Linked DNA regions of Mus musculus: region 2 is linked to region 1. Evidence: chromatin contacts called from public HiChIP or PLAC-seq data. All regions are on one chromosome and are shown on one strand. The core of a region is the stretch at or near the end of the contact, and the rest is flanking DNA. Distances in the headings are between cores, read along the strand shown.

Region 1 (4,912 bases), core at 1,178-3,677:
AGAACCACTGAAGTTGGTTTCATTTTTGCATCTGGTAACACTCCAGCAGAAGAGAACCTTACCAACTTTCCTCCCAATTGGACAGAAGCAAAAACCAAGGAGGGCCTTGGGGGAAATGCCACCTTCCTTGCTGGGGCTGGAAGGGAAAGACACAGGAAAAGTCCATGTGTAGGCTTCTCTAGGCCTGGCATCCAGGGCAGAGATCATGCTTTCCCTCTGGGCTTGGCCGGGGCTCCTGGCTCTCAGTGTCATCCCCAGAAGCACTCACCAGGAGACTCTGAAGCACACAAAGCCACATTATCGGGAGACTTGCAGACAGATTATAAATTTACTGGGGACAATCAAGGCATTGAGTCCCTTTTGGCTGCAGATGCTGGTAACACGCACATGAACACAAACCTCACTCCACCCCTGCTTTTCTCCCCAGCATCTCTCTTCCAGAAGACAAACTTCCCCTTAGCTGGGAATTCCAGGGAGAAGTGAGGATGGAGCAGGTGGGAAAGAGAGGAAGATAGGCCTAGAAACTCCAGTATAAACTGAATAGTTTCATTCGGGGATAAAGCCCAGGCCAGTGTAATTATGGATAGGTAGTTTTCATCTGGACCTGGGGGTTCGGATTCACAGCTCTAGGTAGCCCAAGAAAAACGTTTACCCTCTGGGGAAGAAGAGCGGCGGTCTCAGTCCCCAGAGCTTTCTGGGAGCCATGGGAATCACCGCAGATGAAAGACATGGGAAAGAGCAGCCAGGAAGAAGTCGTGGGCTGGCTGGAACAGGCCTTCTCCTCCTTCAGGAACTTCTTAGTGCCATGCTTCCTTGGGGCTTTCTGAATGTTTGGGGGCTCCCATGGCCATTCTCTGTCTGTGCCTTTCATTAGGCTTGGCTTAGGCAGACAGCAGTTGTCCCATGAACAGTCAGAGAACTTCGGGAGCTTAGCAGGAGAAGCATGTGGGCTTGACTTCCCACTTCTATGGAAAGGCTAATGGCTTAGCGGTTTGGAAGAAGCCGGAACACCACAGCAGTGGGTCACCTGACCAAGATGATGACTCAAAGCTCTGTGGGGTCTGTATGTGTGCGTGGGGGTGTTGCCTGAGCCTCTGAGAAAACACTTCCAGTCAGAAACTTACTCAGGCTTTAGGGTTTGGTGTGCTGTTACCAGGAGGGATTGAAGACGACATGGTGCCTCCTAGAACCGCAGTAACCAGCCCCCAGTGCTTCCGTGAGTGCTCAATTTGAGGATCCAAAATAAAGACTGAATTGGGGCCTGGGATGGGGGGGCCTGTGAGGACCCTGGTAGTCCTCTTCCCAAGCACTCCTGTAGTAGTCTGTGAGGTATTTCCCCATATGTTTGTTTAAAACTCTGGGGACACTGTTAAGTAATAGTCAATCACAGACACCCCTTAACTCCAGAGGAAGGTCACAAGAAGGGGAAGGAGGATGGGGCAAGATGAACAAGGTCAACTGAGCTAAGTTCCTGTCAAGTAAAGAATGTCTTGTTGGGCCTAATCAGAGTCAATATGCTAAAGCAGAGGGTTCTCAAGGGTTTTTCAGCTGTAAGGTCTTCTTTCACAAACTGTGGACTCTGAGCCTCTGGAGAACCCAGGCTCTTACCTCTTCACCCTTTGGGTGTAGTCCAGTGACAATGAGCACGGGTAGCTTTAAGAATGAGAGCTTACAACGACACACACATACCCAGCAACTTTTGAGGGACTGGTATCTTGGCTTCTTCATGGCCATCCATTCCATTCGAGGCCAAGACAGCCACCACTTTCGCAAAAGGCCACATGACTACAGCCAGAATCATAGGAGAAAAACAGGTGCCTTACCGCAAGCAGGGCTGAGTTCCGCTGGTCCCCCGGGGTCGAAGCTGGCGGCTGCTCTCGGTTTATCCCACCGTTATCATTACTGGTCAGCCGGTGCTGCTGATGGTGATGGTGATAGTCTGGTGGAGGTGGTGGGGCCGTGGCTGCCGCTTGGGAGGCCACAGGAGGGGCAGTAGGGGGCGGTGGAGGAGCTGTGGTAGTGGCAGTCGCGACTGTAGCCTTAGCATGTTTGCTAGCCTTCCTTGCCCCCTGACCATGCTGCACCAGGCTGAGAAGCTGCATGGTGCTCTCCCTCTCTCGGTCTGAGCTCTCAGCCCTACCACGTTCATAGCGTCCTTCACAGCTCAGGTGGTGCTGTCGGCAGACAGCAATGCGAGCCCGCAGGCGTTCCACAATAGCACTGTGCACTCTCGGGGTGACTGAGCCCCCTCCAAGGAGCCCCGCCCCAGAAGCCCCTCCCAACCCTCCTGCGGGGGCCTGCGGGGGCGCTGTGTCCCCCATCTTGTTGGACACAATGATTACTGCCTCTGGGATGGTGAGGTGCAAGAGGCTGGTGCTGGCTATTGCAGGCAAAGCTGGTTTCAGTGTTCAGGGCACATGAATAGAGGTCTCCAGAGGGTGGGGAGACAGTGAAGAGGGTGTGGGGGAGGGGAGCGAGTAACAAGAGGGAGGGGAGAAAGATTAGAAACCAATTGGAGAGAGGAAGTTGGAAACAAACCCTGATCAACTTACTCTAATTGCATTTGACAGCTCAGGAGAAGTTGGACGGAGTTGGTAGATTTTTTTTTCTCCCCCACCAGGCTGACAAGAGCCTCTAGGTACTTTGTAAACACAAAGTCTAGGGGACAGTTCAAGAATTCAGGGATTGTCAAGGAAGAGGCAGAAGCACGTAGCAAAAGGAATCAATAGAGTCATTACTAGAGATCCGGGCTCCCCCTCACCTAGCTGCTTCGGGAAATTATTTATAGGGGTATTTCTGCAGAGAAACACATTTCTCCTGGGGGCTGTGGAACCGGCAGCCTTCACTTTTCCTCAGGTTAAAAAACAAACAACAGGACTGTTTCCCAAGGCTCCCGAAGTCATGTTCAAACTGTGCGAAATCAGAGAAGACTATGTTGGTTTCTCCGTCCCTTCCTCTCCCTCCGGTGTTGGTGTTTTCTCCTCGGGGTGGGGGGACAGAAGGATGTAGTCCTCTCCCCAAAGAAGACAGCTTTTCAGTCTTAACAACGTCAGTAATTGGACTTCAGAACCATGCTCTTTTCTTCAAGCTAATCCAATCACCGGCAAAAGTCCCGATTCCCTCTTAGGTTTCTTAGTCTTAAATGAAAGCAGTCTGAAGTGGCTGGCTACTGAGCTCCTTCAACACATTTCCCCCTTTCCCACTTACGTTTTTATTCCTCTCCCCCTCCCCACTTCTATTCTAATACAGTATCAAGACAGACAAAGTCTTCTGAGAGTAATTTACAAACGATGGTCAAACTTACAAACTTCCAGCAAATTGCACCGAGTCATGTCCAGCCACTTTTCTGTCCAGTTTTGTATATTCCATGCCCGGCCAGTGGCTCAGAGGGTCTGGACTCCCAAAGGCAATGTGGCTCTATCTCTTGTAATGCTTCGCTTTATAGATGGGGCGGGTGGGGGGGGGGGAGAGAAGAAAAAAGTCGCTTGTATTTTCCTTTCTCTTTCAGGTCTGTTCCGAGCGCTTTCCTGACACCGACTCCCGCTCCTCGGACTCACGGCGAAACACAGGCTTTCATTGTGCTGCGATACGAGAGGGAGAGAAAGAGAGAGAGAGGGAGAGAGAGAGTGAGACAGAGAGAGAGAGGGAGCCAGCAGGCTGCAGATGGGGGAGGAGGGCGGGAGCTCGGGCTCCCTGGTGGAAGGCTGGTGCCGCTGCTCCAGTGAGTAATCGCAGCCAGGCGCCGGGGAACGGAGTGCAGAGGCCTCCCAGTGGCTGAAGAGGCATCTCTCTACCGCCAACTCTAGGCTCAGCCTCTGCCTGGGTGCTGCGATGGGGGGGAAGACTGGGGAAATTCCCCAGTCTCCTCCTAAGGGTTTGAGCATCTCTCAATGCTGAAGAAACTCCCAGACAGGCACTGTATTTTCCCCTTCCAGGCCCGCAGTCAGCCCTCCTGAGGACATGATTTTCGGTTTTCAATAAGCTGTAACGACACCACTGAGCACCCCCAACAAGAGCTGGGTGAGCACGGAGGAAAAGCTCATTAGCACAGTGAGGAAGTTGGTGAGTGAGTGCTGTGAGGTGCAGAGAGGGAAGCCCACCACTGTCTCCTACGGGGACCCATTGGTGGAAGTCAGTGAGTTTGGGCAACAGGCTTGAGCTGATGAGCAAATAAATCATCACGGATAAATAAACGTTTTATGAGGCTGATATTGTCCTTATCTTGAGAAAGGAAAAAAATCGTTTTCCTTTGAAAATTCACCAAATACAAGGTGTATTGTCAGTAGCTGTCTGCTTGGCAAATATAATATGCCACATGATTTCAAGAACATTCATAACAACAAAAAAAAAAAGGTTTTGATTTCTTATCTTCATATAGTGTGGCTTGTAAAATACTCAAGTAGATTGGACAAATCAGTGTGTACTTATCGATTACAGGGAATAAATTAAGATGGGCATAGTATTAGAAGCCAGAACCACCAAAAACTCAAGTGCTGTAGTTTATAAGTCATTTGGATCTGACGTTTCCAGACACAAAGCTTCATTTACTTAAGCGACTCTAGAATTTCAGCAGTATGATCCTGCTTCAAACGTGAACTATGGGTAGAAGCAAATAAAAATAATGTATCTCAAGCCTGGATTCATCCACAGTTCCATCTCCCGGGGGCTGGCCAACTTTAGCCCACTTTCACAAGCCCCAGGATGTTAAGTTGGAAATGGAGACAGGCACACTCAGACAGGACAGGGTTTGTCTCATCCAAAATGCTTGGAATTCAAAGTATTTCAGATTTCAGGGGTTTTGGATTTGGGGTTATTGACTTAGATTTAACCAGTTGAATATCTTTAATCCCAAATTTCCCCTAATCTATCATGTTAGCTCTGTTTAAATAATTCCATTCTGCAATATCTCGGA
Region 2 (4,508 bases), core at 1,243-3,742, 250 kb before region 1:
TTTCCTCTAGCCAGGGATGCTCTTCCTCATCAGGGGAAATGGAATCTAAATTAAACTTTGTTCTGGAAGTTAAAAACAAGCCAGCAAAAATGTCTCTGGCTGTATTTGAATTGTTTTTGTTTTTGTTTTCATTTTTTCTTTTTTTTTCATGGCAGGCAAAACAAACTACAATAGCAGCCCATGCCTGCAGAAGCAGAGTGCAGACTTTGCCTGAGACTCAGAGACTCAGGGGAGACTCGGCTTTACCCTCATTTCCCTCCACACCAGTAGCAGTGGCCCCAACTGCACCAGGGGAACCAGAAGCCCATTTCTCATGCTGAGATTTGTGTTCTACATTGTGCAAGTTCCACACACTGTTAACAAAAGAATGCAGGCTGTCTCAATTCATCTCGCCTTCCATAGGAGAAGGGGACATAGGAAAAGTGATGTGCCTCATTTTCATAATATTTTGTGTGCATGTATATACTTGTATGTGTGAATGTGTGCATGTACATGCCAGGACACGTGCCAGGGGACAACCCTGAGTGCTGGTCTTCACTTTCCACCCTGTTTGAGGAAAGGTCTATTGTCATTTGTTCTCGCATGCCAGGCTAGCTGCCCTGCATGCTCTCTGGTACTCACCTGTTTCTGCCTCCCACCTTGCTTTAAAGTGCTGGGGTTATAGACGTGGCTACTCCTTTCAAATCGGAACTCAGATCTTTATACCCAAGCAGCAAGTTTTTTTTTTTATACATTGAGCCACACACACCCCAGCCCCAGCACAGTGCTAAACCACAATTTATATACAGTTACAGGTGGCACCAACTTTAATCCTTATTCCTACCCTGTGAGAAAGCTTTGGGAAAACTGAAATTTCACTGATGGAGATGAGGTTTTGATATGAAGAGCCATCACCTAAAGACAGAGGAGTCAATGCTCTGGTGTGGCGTGTACCTCCCAGTCACAACACTCTCTCCAAATGGAAACATTTGAACCAGGAAAGAGGGGTATCAGGAGCCTTGGGTGGTAAATGAGAGGTGTACAAAGTCACTCACTTATTTGGGAAGAAAGCTTAGAAGATTCTCGAGGCCCTCTCCCAACAGAATAGAAGGGAGAAAACAATAGCTGGAGTGAAGACTCCGAGCAGCCACTCTGCAGAAAGAGAGATATTGGGACTGTGGATCTGTCTGCAAACTGTAGGGAACTTCAGGGCTGCAATTTTAGGGGAGTTGTTACGCATTTTGGGGTGGGCTTTCTGCTCTTACAGCTGCCTTTGAGTTAGTCCTGATCAGTCATCACCTTTGCTCCTGGCAGCAACTGCAGCAAAACCTCATTGGCTTGGCAGCTTGGATATTGCTGCAAGTGTTACTTTGGTCTGACATGGGTTCCATTTTGGGCATGAGTAGATTTGTGGTTATTGCAACTGCCCAAGAAAGATCTGTCACACAACATGTCAAAGCTTGGACTTGAAGCCAAGTTCAACTTCCTGGAAAACTGCCCTTTGCTTGCCTCCATGATGACCCCACACAGGTGATAGCTTAATATGTGCTATAACTCTGATTGATGGAATTACATATTCAAGGTTTAATTCAGAAATGACTATACTATTAATTACTGAATGCTTATTGAAATATACCAGATGCATGCGGCATATATATATATATATATATATATATATATATATATAGACATGCCAAGGAACAAAGTTAGCCTTGAGGCAATAAGGATGTGACTCAGTTGTTGAAGTGTTTGCTGCTCAAGTGTGAGGACCTGAGCTTGATCCCAGTACATGTGTAAGCATATGGGGCTAGCAGAATATGTGTAATCCAGAGCTGGGGAGGGGAGACACAAGGATCACTGGAGCATCTCAGGCCAACCAGTGCAGCAGAATTAGTGGGGCCAGAAAACAAACTGGAGTTTGATTGATAAGACATCGGATATGGATCTCTAGACTTTGCATGCACTGTGTGCATGTGCGCATGCTTCAATAGAAGCACTCATGAACGCACACACATGAACACAAACATGAACACACACACATGAACACAAACATGAACACACACATGCACAGTCCTAGTGATGTAGGAGACATGTCTTAAAGCTGAAAAGGGGCTAAAGTACCAGGTTGTATTTGTATGCTGAAGTGCTGATAATGGTGAGGAGGAGGGACGCTCTTGAGATAGAGTACAGGCTTCTGAGAGTCCCAGAACAAGCTGTGATTCTCTGAGGATGCCAGTGAGAAGTCAAAAGTGAGGCCGACTCTAGCTATATGAGCTGTGTTCATGAGAAGGATGGATGTGGACATTTGTGGAAATGTCTCAAGAAGTCCTAACTGAAACCATCAGGGAGTAGGAAGGAAGCAGCTATACACATTGAGGCTGCATGAGTAAATAAGTCATGTTAATACACACAGGGCTTACACGGCTGTTAGAGAATGTGGTTGTCCTGATGTTGATAGGTGGTGGTTCCTGTCAAAGTCTGTATACCCAACCGACATAGGAAGAGGAAGAGAAAATGATGACTGAGCACACTCTATGCCAAGGTTACATTCTATAATCCCGACACTGAAATGACAGAGATGAGAAAGAGGAAATGTCCCTATCTGTAATAGATTTACAATGGAATAGAGTAAGCACTCATAGCCCTATTCTAGGCTACACAATCTGGGGACACCAGAGTTACACATGTAAAACGGATTCAGAAACGCATCACGAGGCTGTCACTTTACTGAAAGCCTATCCAGATATACTGTTGCTTTAATGCTTGATCCAACCATAAAGGTGCAGTCACTGCCAAATTGCATGGTGCTCTCAATTACTTGAGTTCAGCTGTCAGTGGCAGGAGGTCCTTTGAGGGTTATGAGTCATTACCTAGGCCATGTTATTAAATGGGGAAAATATGTTATAATAGAATGTGACTGTCAATTTTCAGGGGCATTCCAGTCTCCTGGGAACTGAACCGCATCCCAACAGGACAGGGATGACATGGGGAGAGGAGCAGAGATGCTGGTGATCTGTGAGTTCATTTTTTTCTCCCAACTCATGTGGTAATGAGGGACTTTTTTTTTTCCTCCAAAATATCATTAGGAGTATTTGAAGACAGCCATACAGGTGACAGGTCACTGCTTCAACTACAAGATGTGTCGATGCTTAATCCCCAAGTTCTGACAATGTATGGAGCTAGGTTTTAATTTGGACCTGAGGCTTCCTAGGCCATAAAATAAACTTAGAAATAATACATGCTCTTTTAGAAAGGAGCATCCAGGTTGTGGGGTCCATTTCTATTACCTTTGAATATCTTTGCATTCAGTGGACACATTTATTCTGAAATTATCAGTAACCCAAAGCCCATTTCTTCAAAAGTATATTCATGGAACAACAAAGGAATAAGGGATGAAAGAGCAAAGAATATTTAAGATAGGAAACATTATTTGGGAATAGTTACTGCCCTTGTGTTAAAGGAAGTAGGGAAAACCAAATACTCTGAGATGTTAGCTTCATTTGTGTGTGTGTTTGTGACTGTCTGTCTATATGTATGCACATGGGTATGTGTCTTTCTTTCTGTTTTGTTGAGTATGGTGTGTCTGTCTGTGTGTGTCCATTTCTTTGTGTTTAAGTAAGAGCCTCATCTGGTATGCAATTCGAAATGCTGTTGAGGCCCACAGTTGCAATTGCTCCAAATTAAAGAAAAATAAATGATACTATTAAATTAGCCATCTTTTATGGGGATTTTTCATTTTTTCTCTTTTTGCTGACGTGCTAGGCTAGAACATCAAAGCATGCAGAAATTACAGGCAAACATTCAAGGTGCTTAGAAGACCAATGGGAGACACTGGTGGGCCTGTGCAGCTCTCCCAGACAGGGTTAGAGGGGATTAAAGACACACCGCTGGACTCGGGATACTCAGAGGTCGCTGCCACTATAAGGGCAGTTTTCCCATCAGTGGGGTGATTTTTATGCCTGTGGAGCAGAATCAAGAAAAAGTGACCCGACAAAGTGAATGGCCACCTCTGTGAAGCCACCCTGACATGGGTCAGAAGGCAGAGTCAGTGGCGGGATAAACACTTTTGGTCTGAAAAGTGAAATTTATCTCCGTGAGTTTTCAGGGATGACCTTACTATGCAGTGAGTCATCAGCGTCTGAGAAACATCTGAGGCCCTCGGGAATGTTAGGCAAATGGCTGCAGGAGTGCTTTCCCTGTGAAGGGAGATGTGGAGGCCAGCAGCCAGTGGTTCCAGGTGCCCCCCACAGCCACGAATACAAGGAGACAAGAAGCCAGCTTTAGTCACGTCTGATTGTGGGAAACATAAAAACACAGCCCGTTGTAGTGGTTTCTTATTAATTACCACCAGTGTTCCGAGAGGTAAGTGTTAATTGTCCCGTGTGCCTCTCTGTGGTGTGTGGTACCCAGTTTTTCTGTGAACTCTAATATAGATTAGGTTTTAAGAAGAGAGCAGGAGGATGGAGGAATTTCTAAGCAAGACAATTTCTTTTTTTTTTTAATTAGGTATTTTCTTCATTTACATTTCC

The links. HiChIP or PLAC-seq counts read pairs in DNA pulled down with a chosen protein or histone mark.
Region 2: a contact with region 1 is called in an H3K4me3 HiChIP or PLAC-seq map of bone marrow-derived macrophages, with 4 times the contacts expected there. The contact joins the enhancer-like site here to the promoter of Maml2 in region 1. A contact is called at or near these places in 1 of 39 promoter capture datasets (neural stem cells), 1 of 15 datasets of contacts at CTCF or cohesin (CD8 T cells), 10 of 484 Hi-C or Micro-C datasets (CD8 T cells, the G1E-ER4 cell line, LSK cells and 6 more), 21 of 115 datasets of contacts at active chromatin or transcription factors (the 230-238 cell line, CD8 T cells, the HPC-7 cell line and 16 more) and 2 of 9 other capture datasets (adipose tissue and liver).

What each region holds. Positions count from the first base shown.
Region 1 is chr9:13,295,473-13,300,384 of GRCm38.p6, reverse strand. It overlaps Maml2 (mastermind like transcriptional coactivator 2), which reads right to left and starts at 2,427. Exons shown (of 5, transcript NM_001013813.3): 1 at 1,824-2,427. The coding sequence starts at 2,321.
Region 2 is chr9:13,543,930-13,548,437 of GRCm38.p6, reverse strand. All of the region lies in intron 1 of Maml2 (mastermind like transcriptional coactivator 2), which reads right to left. Among named protein-coding and RNA genes, the nearest start is that of Gm51666, 64 kb to the left of the region's middle. Within about 2 kb of position 2,492, at least 26 of the 459 cell types and tissues checked have an H3K27ac peak or open chromatin away from gene starts, as enhancers often do. A contact at or near this core is called in the HPC-7 cell line, bone marrow-derived macrophages and microglia, where this site is marked.